Linked DNA regions of Zea mays: region 2 is linked to region 1. The links are chromatin contacts, called in public Hi-C maps. All regions are on one chromosome and are shown on one strand. Each heading gives the region's core, a stretch centred on a gene start, on an enhancer-like site or on the middle of the called end of the contact. The rest is flanking DNA. Distances are from core to core; before and after follow the strand shown. Region 1 has its middle 93 kb from the start of LOC100272853. Region 2 holds the start of LOC103629226 (transcription factor MYB59-like).

Region 1 (6,769 bases), core at 2,629-5,128:
ATGTTGCTAGGTGTGATGTTTGCCAACGAGTAAAGGCTATACATCTAAGGTCTGCTGGGTCATTGCAATCATTACCTATTCCAGAAGGAAAATGGGAGGATATTAGTATGGATTTCATCGTAGGTTTGCCCAAGACTTCCAGGGGTTGTGATTCTATTTGGGTAATCATGGACCGTTTCACCAAGGTTGCACATTTTCTACCAGTAAAGACTAGAGATTCAGTGGTTTCCTACGCCAAATTGTACATTGCATGCATCCTGAGCCTGCACGGTGTGCCAAGGATGATTATCTCAGATCGTGGTCCTCAGTTTGTGGCCAAATTCTGGGAAGGGCTGCATACGTCTCTTGGTACCAAATTAATTCATAGCTCAGCCTACCATCCACAAACCAGTGGGCAGACCGAAAGAGTAAATCAAATCTTGGAAGACATGTTGAGGGCGTGTGTGTTAGCCTATTCTGAAAAATGGGATGAGTGTTTGCCGTTAGCTGAATTCTCCTACAACAATAGTTACCAAGAGAGTATCCAGATGGCACCTTTTGAAGCTCTTTATGGGCAGCAGTGCCGAACTCCACTCAACTGGTCGGGGCCCGGTGAACGGTTTTTCTTTGGGTCGGATTTAGTAAAAGAGGCAGAAGAAAAGGTGAAACTTGTTCAACACCGTTTGAAGGTTGCACAACACCGTCACAAACGTTATGCAGACAAGCGGAGACGACCCTTGTTTTTCCAAGTTGGAGATTTTGTGTATTTGAAGGTTTCACCTATGAAAGGGGTAAATCGTTTTGGCATTAAAGGGAAATTGGCACCACGCTATGTTGGCCCTTTTGATATATTAGCACGGTGTGGATCTGTGGCTTATAAGGTGAAACTACTTGAACATCTTTCGGCCATACATAATGTATTTCATGTATCCCAACTTAAGAAATGCCTTCAAGTGCCTCACAAAGTGGTAGAAATTTTTGATGTTGATCTGGAACCGGATTTGACTTATTCCGAGCACTCTATAAAGATTGTAGATCAACAGGAAAGGGTTACCCGCAGAAAGACTATCAAATTCTACAAAGTGCAATGGAATAAGTATTCCGAAGATGAAGCTACATGGGAATCTGAGGAGTTTTTGAATAATAAGTTTCCTAAGTTTTTAGAGTCTTGTAAATCTTAAGTCTATTGTAAATTCTACTTAATGTAAACTGACTGGGGCACCCACACCCCCTGCCTTGTAACAGAAATAAGGAAATGAGATTGTGACGTGTTTCCTTTTCCACTACTTAGCCTCGAGCCTTAATCTCGGGACGAGATTTCTTTTTAGGGGGAAAGGATGTAACACCCCTGGTGTTACTGGGAACTAAAACTTGGCATGACATCATATGCATTGGCATCTTTGTATTGTAAAACACTTAGATTGCAGTCACTAGGACCAAGGAAAAAAACTCAAAATGAAATGTGGTAATGAATAGAGAGTGGAAAACTAGTTTAAAAACTCCAGTTTTGGTCCAAAGGATGAAATATGAGATCTCTCCATAATTTGCCAAAAATTAAAATACCAAAGTTGTAGAGCTTCCAAAACCAAACAATTTTCATGTGTTGAGATTTTCAAGTTTTGAAGAGAAATTTGGAGTAATTTGCAGATTTCAGATTTAATACAGTTTTGGTTCAACTAAAAACAATTTGCTTTACCTATTTCTGGACCCCTGTATGTTTTAATCTGGGGGCTTTTGGCAAAAGGTTGCTATAGTAAACTTGTAGATTAACTATAGGAGAACAAGTTTTATTAAGTATTGAAGCTCTAAATCTATATGAAACTGGTAGAAAAAGGAGGCTAAAGATGCAGTGTTCAGTTTGGAGAATCAGACTTAGATAAAAATTCAGTCTTGCTGATTTTTCAGTCTGAAGCAGATTTGGGATACTCCTTAAGGGCTGATCCATGTAATTCTGGGCTATGAGTGCTGTACCAAAGTGGAATCCCATACTTTGGTGTGCAGATTTGATTAAGGGTCATGCCACTAATGCTGTATAAAACTGGTGGAAAACTTAACCCAAAGGTCCTATCCTCAAATCTAAAATTTCAGACTTAGTGCAGTTCAGATTTTAGAAATGTGTATAATTGGTCTAACATTGGGGCCCTTTTGTAGATGATTAGTGGAGTATTGGGCCATATTTTCTATAGAGAAATTGTAGATTACCTATCAGGGCACAAGTTTGCTTAAGGGAGGCTGGTTTGGTTCTACACAAAAATTGCAGAAAATGGCGCCTACAGATGGATTGTCAGACCCTCGGAGTTTCAGATAATAAATAGTTATCAGATCTGAATTTCAGTGCTGGGCTCAACTTTGGAGCTGGGTGGTGCTTATTATAATTGGTTTTGGACTAGGATCTTTATAGAAAAGCTGAAGAGTACATATTGGTGTACAAGTTTACTTAACAATGATTAACTTGGTACCATGTAAAATAAGTAGTTAAATACCCCCAAAGTTGCCTTGACAGTCTGCAATTCTGGGTTCAGTTTCAGTAAACTGAAATTATGGTTTCTGTGTGATATGCCTCACTTTGGGGCTCTATAACTCGAAACCTGTAAGGTATTGACTCTGGAAGTTTATAATAAACTGAAAGATCAATGTTCAGTGAATAAGTTTGATGTGGGAGGGTAGCTCTATTCTTATAAAAAAAATTGGAGAAACGGAGGGGACAAGGTGGCTGCTGCTGTCGACTGAAGTAGATCAGAATTTTGCAAAAGAGAAAAAGAAGAAAATCAGAGAAACATATCCATCTCCACCTGTGCTCTAGAGATTTCTAGTGTTTGTTAAAAAGGATATTCGTGTCCTGTGGAGGGAGTAACTCATCCCAGCTTTACCACTGCAGGGATCAGAGCCCCAAGCGGTGAATCCTGGCCATAGTGACTCAGCTGCTTCCTGTTTGGTTTGTTGTCCAGCATGCAGCAATGGAAGGACTGGAGTTGTCCTGTGCTTTGATCGGCGTGGGAAGTCTGTAGATTGTAGAAGGGAACAACTTAACCCTAGTTGGCCACTGTAAAAATAAACCCAGTGCAAATCCAACCACTGCCCACTCGCGTGTTTGACCCTAGTTAAAGGAAATAGTGACCAGGGGGAAAACTGAATCCATATATGTATCCTGAGCGAGTTCTTGGCTTCCCCACTATGTCATACCCTCTCTCGACCTCTGTGAAAAACCCTTAAGCCCTCTCTACCTCTCGGTCTTGTTGAAGGGGCCAGAACCTTGTGTAGACGCTGAAAGTGGTGACCACCCTCCAAATCTTTTATCTTCTCGTGGCCAGTCCATTCAGAGAGGTAACATGTTCAATCTGTTCACGTTTTAGAACCCTGAGGCAGTGGTGATGCTCAAAGAATCTTCCTTTTGGATTCTATCGCAGTGTCTTCACCGGAACGTCGTCATGTATCCGGTGAGCACCGTTGAAGGCTGTGTCAACGTCGACCAACCCAATCATAGCTTCTCCGAGTGAACTTCGGTGAGCACCATGTACATGAATGTTCGCTAGTGCTTATCATACCTTTAGATTGAACTTTACCGTACTCATCACCTTAGTTCACCTCACCGGCGTTCACTGGTCCACGGTCACTGTGGATAAGTAGGTCCTAGACTGTTTGGGATCAATTAAATTAAGGGAAATAGTTAGTTAGCCTCGGAAATCGAGTAGATATGTTCAGCTTCACCAGAGAGGATCTCCAACGGCGAGCCCAGTCGTGGTTTGGCCGGCGGGGAGGTATCCACCGTCGAGGACGGAGGTTTGTAAATAGGAAGGAAGCAAGGGGCCTATATGAGATTGTCAGTGAGAGGGGGAAAATAGTGTTAGACCTTGTATCTAGTTATCCAAATTGGCAAGGGCCTCATCGGAAAAGGTCCCAAGGCGGCGCGGGCTGACGGCGTGTGGCTGGTTTCTCCGCTGTTAGTGGCCGCATGGGTCGGTTTCGGCCCAGTCACTATTGCATTTTTTCCTTTTTTTTCTTTTTGTTGACAACTTGTAAAATGCACCAGGAAATGTAGAAAAATGCAAAAATTGTGAAACCAATTTTGTTGAATCCGCAAAATTTTGTAGTTTCTGCTAGGAACAGTTTTAGGATTTTTTCAGCAATAATTAAATTTTTGGGTAATTAAAAGTGCCCCTGGAATGCATAAATGAATTTTAGAAATAAAACCAGAGCACCAAAAATTATGAGAATTCGTGGAGAAGTTATCTATCACTAAAATAGTCTATGGTAAAAATGTGAACCTATTTGGAATTGTTTGACCAGAGAACCTTAAAATAGCTAAATGAGGGAGTTTAAATTAATAAAACTTGGTGTTAATATATGTTTACCTCAAATTGGAACTCTATCAATTGAAGAACTGCAAGTTTGGTAACTTGTAGTATGTTTACTTCTCTGGGTGGTCTTAGTAAATTCACATTGGGCAACTTGAGCAAAATTGGGTAGTATAGAAGGGTGGATAGTCTTAGCCTATACTTGTTTTGAGAACTTGATGTTTCTTCTCCTCTCCCTTGCGAGAGTTTGCATAGCATATCATTACATAAGCATTCATATACTTCGAATTAACTTGTAGAGCACCTTGAAGAAGAATTTGAAGTGGAAGTAGAAAGGGAGCCTGTTCCTCCATCTGAAATTCCTCCCACTGAGACTGTCATCGAAGGTCCTCCGGAAGGTGCCCCATTTGGATTTGCTGCTAACTGTAATATCCTGGTAGAAGAACCCGACTCTCCTCCTCACCAAGGCAAGCCCCAGTGCATTTGCCACCTCCTTGCTGTTTTTAAACTTTTATCAGTTATATGTTGCATTAGGTGGTAGGAGTTGAATGATTAAACCTTTGTTGCATAACTTCCTTGAACAATTGATTACCATCCTTGATACCTGTTTTAAAAAGGCAGATGTGCTTAGTATGCTCATAGACTAAGAACAAAATGTTTTGATCTATGAATCATGTTTTTACAAAGAAAAAGAGGCTGGAGTGATGAAGGTATCAAAGGCCTTGATGACTTCATCATTTTAGTAGGGTACCTCTGACAGGTACCAGGTTTTCAAAAATAATTTAAGGGGAGACCAGACGTTGAGCAGGAAAGGTCGCCCGTCTGTGTCGATTAAGGACCGTTCCGATTGTTGGCCTGCTGATCTAGGACCCTTTAACTGGCCACATGCCTCATCATGGGTAAGCTTAGCCTCGGCTGGACCAATACCAGAAAGGCCGGCCCGTAATGGGAGTGGAGAGATGGCGAGAGTATCGTGTATCCACCTGACAAGATGCTGGATGGTGGGGTACTGAGCTCTCGGTTGGCGGGGACCCGTTCTGATCTTGAGAAACCCGTGGGCGAGTTGACATATGCAAGGGTTAAGTGCTACATATGTCGTGTGGTTGGAGATCCTCAGCTGAGTATTAACCGATTCGGATCGCCGAACTTCTCGGATATCAAGACTGGATCACTGCCCTGCATCGTAGATAACAAGTGAAACTAAAGCTGTTAAAATGAAGCTAGTGTAGGACAAGTGAATGCTCTAGATTAGGCAAATCTAGACTCAGGAAAAGTACTTAACTTGTGAAGTAAAAGTTTGGCTTAAGGATCCACTACTAGTAAGCTTTTCTGCAAAACTGAGTCTTTGAAATTTGGTAAGCCTTACCTTGATTCCCAACAACTAGCATATCCTTGAGAGTCTTTTTCTTTAGTCGGGTCAGTCTTGCTGAGTATTTCCATACTCAGGGTTTATCCCATTGTTGCTGCAGGAGAAACTATCAACACGTATGAGTTTTGTTAAACTCATAATGGTGACTTTTAATTGTGTGCATTATGTGTGTGCTGCGGGAAGATGGTTGCTTCCCAGTTGATGTAATCAGTTAGCACTTTAACTCTACCTCGGGCATGTAATAATAAATACTTCGTGGTTTGTAAACTTATTAGCTTATTAATGTATATTATCTTATTGTAAAGACTTCCACTCCACTCCTATTTTTAAAGTTTATGTTCTTGACTGGTTATTGTAATATTTGCAACTTTGCGCGAATGGTCCTTGGAAATGAACGAGTTTATCGAAACTCGGCACCTCGAGTAAGTTATCTGATCCACTTACATATCTATCCGAGGCCTTGAGGGCAAGGATTGGTGTACGTGGGCCCGATAACTTGGTTGGGTTGTGACACCTGGTGTCTTGGAGTTCAAAGAAACAAATCTCTGTTGCCCTATCCACCGCTGAGGCCGAGTATGTTGCCACAGGACAATGTTGCGCACAACTACTTTGAATGAGGCAAACCCTCCGGAACTTTGGCTACAATTTGAGCAAAGTCCCACTCTTATGTGACAATGAGAGTGCAATCCGCATGGCGGATAATCCTGTTGAACACAGCCGCACTAAGCACATAGACATCCGGCATCACTTTCTGAGGGACCACCAGCAAAAGGGAGATATCGAGGTGCACCATATTAACACCGAGAACCAGCTAGTCGATATCTTTACCAATCCATTAGATGAGAAAACCTTTTGCAGGCTGCGTAGTGAGCTAAATGTCTTAGATTCGCGTAACTTGGATTGATCTATAGCATACATGTGTTCTATGCCTTTGATCATGTTACTTTATACATTTATGTGATTTATTGCTTAGTTATGGTGCTCAAGTTGTGCAAGGGATCCCCGGACCTCATAAGTCCTTGTGTGAATGATGCACATATTTAGGGGGAGATGTGCTACAACTTGACCCTTTGAGACTAACCTTTGTGTTTGAGTATACTTGATTTAGTCTCAAAGGTGAATTGAA
Region 2 (6,769 bases), core at 1,935-4,434, 200 kb before region 1:
CAAACAAGATAGAAAAGGATGTTTTTTTGGTAAATATATTAAAGTGAGAGAGAAAAAACGACGAGATTCATTCAGTAGTGGGCGCGCGATAACTCGAACATCAGCCTCAAATTTGGTTCTCTGGTAGGTTTCAAAGGCGAATGCCTATATATGTATGTGTTTCCCAGAAATGATAAAACCTGGATATATCAATATACAAAGTTTCAAAACTAATTCCCTGAAAATAAAAAATGATAATCAACAATCTTGCTTCCTCAAAAAAAATGATAATCAATAATCTTGCTTTGTCAAACTAATCTTCCTTTCTCAAAATATAATGTTTTTTTAAAATAAGAATACAAATTTGCATAACCATATTATATATTATATTTATTCTCAATCAAAGAAAAAAAAGACAGAAAATTAACATTAGAATAAGTATCCGTTTTCATCCCTATTCATTAGTATTGTTTCTTTTTCTACGGTCTTCCTAAAGTCAATTGGATCTTTATTAATTCATGCATGTTGCATTGCTGCTAGTCTTTCGCTATCGAAAACAGTTGCTTTGCTGAGTGTCTGAAGCACTCGGTAAATCCTAGAAAACAATCGGCGAAGGCTTTCCCGAGTGTGACACTCGGTAAACTGTACATCGGCAATGACTTCTTTGCCGAGTACTTTTGGTACTCTACAAATAAAAGTCGTCGTCACGGCGCCAGTTGACGGTGACGGAGCCTATGCTGAGTGTCCACTGTACTGACACTCGACAAAGGCTCACTCTTTGCCGAGTGTCCACTATACTGACACTCGGCAAAAAAGCTCCCCGTGGGCCCCCTTTACCAGTTCCGTTGCCTAGCGTATTAGGCGGCACTCGGCAAATGCTACCTCTTTTTGCTGAGTGCCCGACTGACTAGCACTCGGCAAACGTATCACCAGTAGGCCCCTTTGTCAGTTCCTTTGCCGATTGCATTAGGAGGCACTCGGCAAAGCTTGCTGAAAGGGAAATATGCCCTTGTGCCATTTCTATATTTTTGGTGATTAGATGTACAACGCACTAGGTGAGAACTAACAAATGTTAAGCAAAGGTATATCTAGATGGATCAAGTATGAAGGCAAGTTCTAGATAACACACTAGGCGTGGAAGGGGCGTGAGTGCGGCGGGGCACATGCTGGGTGACGGCGATGGAGGGAAACAATGGGTCGCGGGCCCATACAACCGGCTATGTAAATGTTCTTTGCCGAGTGCCCACGATCTAGAACTTGGCAAAGTTTTTTAAATTTAAAATATACTTTGCTGAGTGTCCGTGATCTGGCACTTGGCAAAGACATCTTGGGCGAGTGTCCACTGACAAGCACTCAACAAAGATTGTTTTAATATTTTTTAAAAAACTTTGTCGAGTGTCGCCCGGCTAACACTCGGTAAACCATGCTTTGCGGAGTGTCTTATTTTGACATTCAACAAAGTATTTTTTTTATTTTTCCAACCAAGCTTTTTGTGGTTTGTTCCTACACTATGTAGACTAATATGTTCCATTTTGGTACAATTATAAAAGTGTTTGATATAACTATTAGATTTTGTTCGTTTAATTGAATTTTCTCAAATAATTGAGATTTGAACTGCAAGTCACTCAAAAAATGGAAAACGGTGAATGCAAAAATGATATTCATGCCCACGAAACATGACAATAAACTTGCCATCCAGTTATATAAAAATTGTATAAAACACAAACAAAGTCAGAAAATCATGAAACTTCTCTATATGTCATGATATCATATGTAGAGGCTGTGATAAAAATTTGAGAATGTTTCGAGAAAGTTGTGATGCACTACATATAGAAACCTAAGTATCCTACACATGAAATCATAGAGCTTCAATGTAAATCGACTAGGTTTCTACACATAGTGCGTGATAACTTTCACGAAACATTTTCAATTTTTATCACAGCCTCTAAATATGATATCTTGACATGTAGAGAAGTTTCATGTTTTTCTGACTTTGTTTGTGTATAATTTTTAAACAACTGGATATCATTTTTTGCATTCCGGTCATGTTTCGAGAGCATGATGCTCAAAAATTCCGGTTTTCTCCTTAAATCGGCCGTAACTTATGCTAAATAACATGGATATCATTTTTGTATTCACGTTTTTCTATTTTTCGAGTGACTTGCAGTTCAATTCTCAATTATCCGAGGAAATTCAATTAAACGAATAAAATATAATAGTTATAGCAAACACTTTTATAAATATGCCAAAATGGAACATGTAAGTCTACATAGTGTAGGAACAAACCACAAAAAGTTTGGTTGAAAAAAAAACAAAATAAATATATACTTTAGCGAGTGTCCAAGGCAGGCACTGGGCAAAGGTAACGACCGTCAACTATAGACGGCTGTTGACGACCCTTTGCCGAACGTCGTCGTTCACCGAGTGTTTGGCACTCGTCGCAAAGAGGTCTTTGCCGTGTGTCTTCCTATGCCGAGTGTCCTGCTCTCGGTAAGCGTGGTTGTTACCGAGAGTAGGACTTTATCGAGTGCGGCGCTCGACAAAGATTTATTTACCGAGTGCTTGATAAAAAACACTCGGCAAAGAGCCGGATTCTAGTAGTGTTTTGATTGCTAGCAGGCATGATTATTATATATATATATATTACCGTTTTATACTTTATGTTGATCACAAAATTAGTTGATTGCATGATGCTTAACGAAAATCCGAATGGCCATGGCTACAAAATAATGAAAAGGCTCGCACGCTGGTTCGTGTGTGGTTAACAAGTTTTCCGAAACTTAATGATTCGCTGGTGCAAATACGTGCGCAAAGAACGACAAAGAAGCTAAGGGTGCAGGAGCAAGCAAGAGGGGGTGAGGTGACTCTAGAAAGCTCATCCCAATTGCAAATGCTGACACATGATAGGAGGAGCATTTCTCAGTGCGGGGTGCCCATCACTGACCTCACCTCGCACTAGCTTGCTTGCTAGCTTTTTTCCATGGATCATCGATCGTCGTCTTAGCAGCGGCACTTGCCTTGCATTTTTCATTTGCCAGATCTACCCCACCGCTAGTAGTTGTTGTAGTACTATACTACACTCCTCTCCTTCTTGGCTAGCTAGCAATTCAACCAGCTCTCTCTCTCTCTCTCTTTTGTATGTATGTATATGTGTATATAAATAACCGTGCACGCAGTGTGACTAGCAAGCAGTACACAGAGGATCTGGTAAGCAACTAAGCAAGTGTACTGAGGACGGAGGCATCGATCCAGCGTTCCAGCTAGCACGCACGCAGCCAGCACCCAGCACCCAGCAGTAGAATCTATATATCGTACGCAAGTAGTGGATCGAGGCATCTATCTGCAGTCCCTTTCTTCTTCTTCCTCTTGATTGATAGGTGCGCCGAAGCTTGTTTTGTTGGGTGGCCTTTGTCTCTGTCGTCTCGTCTCGTCTCGTCTTCCGCCCGGCCGCCACCACCTGCAGGCTATACTAGCTAGCTATTAAGTCCGGCCAACCAAGCAGCTCGATCAGGTCGGTCGACGGCGGGGACAGTTCGGAGGGAGGAGGCGGCCGGAGACCGAAGGACGCCTACCATCAACTCGCGGTCCTGGCCGCGCTGCCGAAAAATTAAAGGAAGAGGACGAAGGCTGACCGATGGACGATCGTTATCCTCATCATCAGTCGTCGATGGCGACACCGGCAGCAGCGAGCAAGATGAGCAAGAAGCTGCAGGGCGGTGGTGACCGTAGTAGTGGCAGTAGTAGTAGGGGCAGCGGCAACAGTGATAAGCAGCAGGTGCCGGCGGCGGCGATGAGGAAGGGCCCGTGGACAGAGGAGGAAGACGCTCAGCTGGTATGGTTCGTCCGCTTGTTTGGTGAACGCCGGTGGGATTTCTTAGCAAAGGTCTCAGGTTTGCGCGGTGGCGGGTGCATCCGATCCCCAAGCATGCATGCATGCATGCATATGTAGATGCATGCGTGCGTGGGGATGGATTGATGTAGGATGGGCTATGGCGATGGGTGTTGATTAACCATTTCTTTTCTCTCTCTCTTGTGCGTGCCCTGCTTCTTCTCTGTGCATGCGCATGTGTCGGCGGCGTACTCGTGCAGGTCTGAGGCGCACCGGCAAGAGCTGCCGCCTCCGCTGGGTCAACTACCTCCACCCGGGGCTCCGGCGCGGCCGCATCACCGCCGACGAGGAGCGACTCATCCTCCAGCTCCACGCGCAGTGGGGCAGCCGCTGGTCGCGCATCGCCAGGAGCCTCCCCGGCCGCACCGACAACGAGATCAAGAACTTCTGGAGGACGCGCGCCAGGAAGCAGAAGGCGGCGGCGCAGCAGCAGCAGCAGCAGCAGGACAGCCGGAGCAGCAAGACGGCGACGGCGTCGGCGTTCTCAGGGTCAGCGTCGTCCGTGACTACCACCACGTCCAGCTGCTCTGGCTCTCCTAGTCCGACCAGCCGCGGCTGTGGCACGGCCACGTCATCGTCCGCTCTGACCGAGTCCGCGCTGCGGCAAAGCGGCGGCGAAGACGAGGACGCCGAGCTCGACGAGGCGTCCACCACCACCACCACCACGGCAAGCCAGCGTCAACACCAAGACGACGACCACCAGCAGCAGCACCAGGAGTGCTACGCCTCGGACCACTTCTGGAACGACATCGCGGCGGCGGAGGCGGCCATCTACATGTTGATCGACGGCGGCTGGACAGGGTCCGGCCCCGGCCATCCCGCCGCCGATCCGCCTTCGTCGCCGGCGTGGGAGTACTGCTCTGATTACTCGCTCTGGAGGATCGACGACGACGAGTACTACGAGAAGATGCTCGACTCCTCCTCCTGATTCGATTATCCAGCCATCACACGCATATGCATATCTATCATTAGCTTATTTCTTTCTTTTTTTTGTGCTGATTAGTCTAGCATACAGCAGCTATGAGAATCCAAAGCTTCGGTTCGGCTTTCGTTGCATCTCTTTGTATAATACTGTAACATATCTATATATATATATGTATGATATGATACTGCTCTCGATCATATATATTGTACCAATATGTGCTAGGATATATAGACATGTAGTATAATCATCGTCGTCGATCGTGTGTTTAGTGAAGAATCAGATGATGAGGCGAGACACAACACAATCGATTGTAGTGTGTCCTGCTGCATCTATGTATTTATTCATGTACTAAGTACTATATATATATATAAGTGATGATGAGATTGTATATGATTCAGTTCGACAAATACATTCTTCAGTAGTTTCTGAGAAACTATATATGCTTGTTTGTCCTTGATGGATCTTGATGCATGTGCAACCTGTCTACTTTTTTCAGATAAAATAATTCCGATCCTGGGCGAAACCCGGCCGAACATCCAAGGTTTATGCGCTTGGTTATATTGTAATAATACTCCTATATAATCCACCCGAAGCTTACTCCTAATAATTAAGTTCTGACAGGACTTGTTGAGTTGCAACTCAAGTTATGTGCAACCTGAACCAGAATAATCTGCACCTCGGATCGAATGAACTTTTTACATTATGATGGGAAGAATAATAATCTATATGCATGTCGAACTTGATGCCATGGAATGGAATGGAAGATGGGAGGAGGGATATGATAGAAGAAGGTGTACAAGGCCCATGCATTGGAGCATCTTTCAAATAAACCGTCCATTCAAGAGCTCATTTCACCCCTCATGTCTAGCTAATAGTACTTTCTATCTTAGCATAAAAGTTTTATACCCTACTAGGTTACAACCCTGCACTAGCATGACACTACCTATGCACTAAAGAGATCTGTAATACCCAAAATATAGAATGAGTGAATTAGTTCTTTAAATTATAAAGATCTGTGTGATTTCTCTCTTTCAGTGTGCATATGAACAGTAAAGACTTGATTAAAACAACTAATAACCAACCAAGTGAATGAAATAGTGATGCATCATGTTGGTATTTATGTTTGTCGCATTCAATTGACTTAGAACACAAATGTAAACTTGAAACTTAAAGTTGGATTTGGGAATAAAATAGAAAACCGAAAAATGAAATAGAAAAGAAAAAAAAACTGTTTTGGGCCGGAATCAGCATCAGCCCACCAAATCCCGTGCGCTCCTAGCGAACCCAGTTTGGGGTCGACTGCATCACGGCGCCATGTGGAGTCGTGTGACTAGTCACTCTGTCACGCACGCGCTTCATCCGTAGTTTGGTGGCGTGTGGGCCCCACTTGGCGAACATCCTTCTCCACGTGTGTCGTCGCTCCGACGCTTCCCGTGGGCCTCGCTGTCAACCTTGCCACGCCAGCGTCGTCCACGTTCGCTTCCAGGTGGGGCTAGGATGCTAGGGTTATTGCTTCTGCACTGTGCCAGCTCACACGAACGTCAGGTCCTCGTGGCCGCCGACCCGCCGTTACCGGATTAACATGGAGTTTCTATTAAATGGGCCCCACGAATATATAGTAAAGATATGACATTTGTTTCTGTATCATGAGTCATCATATATGCGAGACTTGATCTTATCATACATTTAATTCAGGCTCGAGTTTGTCCTTAAATCTGGGTGTGACAGAAGTGATATCAGAGAAATGTTGACTGTAGGACGTAAACCCTTACCTACTTACCTTTGCTACTCTGATTATTTCTAAACTTTTCTTAATCTTTTCTCATCTATTACTGCTTAACTCTGATTACTGTTACCTTTTCTTTCTCGAAACCAAAATAGGATTTCACACCTTGGAATCCTGGACCTAAAGTGACCCTTATGAGTAGGAGTTCTAATCATAAGAAGAACAAAACTATTTTTATAGGTATTGATGC

The links. Hi-C and Micro-C count contacts between places; a contact is called where the count stands out from the background.
Region 2: a contact with region 1 is called in a Hi-C map of leaf, with 3 times the contacts expected there. The contact joins the promoter of LOC103629226 here to the enhancer-like site in region 1. A contact is called at or near these places in 6 of 25 Hi-C or Micro-C datasets (bundle sheath, ear, leaf and 1 more).

Annotation. Positions count from the first base shown.
Region 1 is chr6:42,560,585-42,567,353 of Zm-B73-REFERENCE-NAM-5.0, reverse strand. No RefSeq gene overlaps it. Among protein-coding and RNA genes, the nearest start is that of LOC100272853, 93 kb to the left of the region's middle. Within about 2 kb of position 3,878, at least 16 of the 20 cell types and tissues checked have an H3K27ac peak or open chromatin away from gene starts, as enhancers often do. A contact at or near this core is called in bundle sheath, ear, leaf and 1 more, where this site is marked.
Region 2 is chr6:42,756,363-42,763,131 of Zm-B73-REFERENCE-NAM-5.0, reverse strand. LOC103629226 (transcription factor MYB59-like) reads left to right here and starts at 3,184. Exons shown (of 1, transcript NM_001322953.1): 1 at 3,184-4,975. The coding sequence starts at 4,038. The coding sequence ends at 4,796.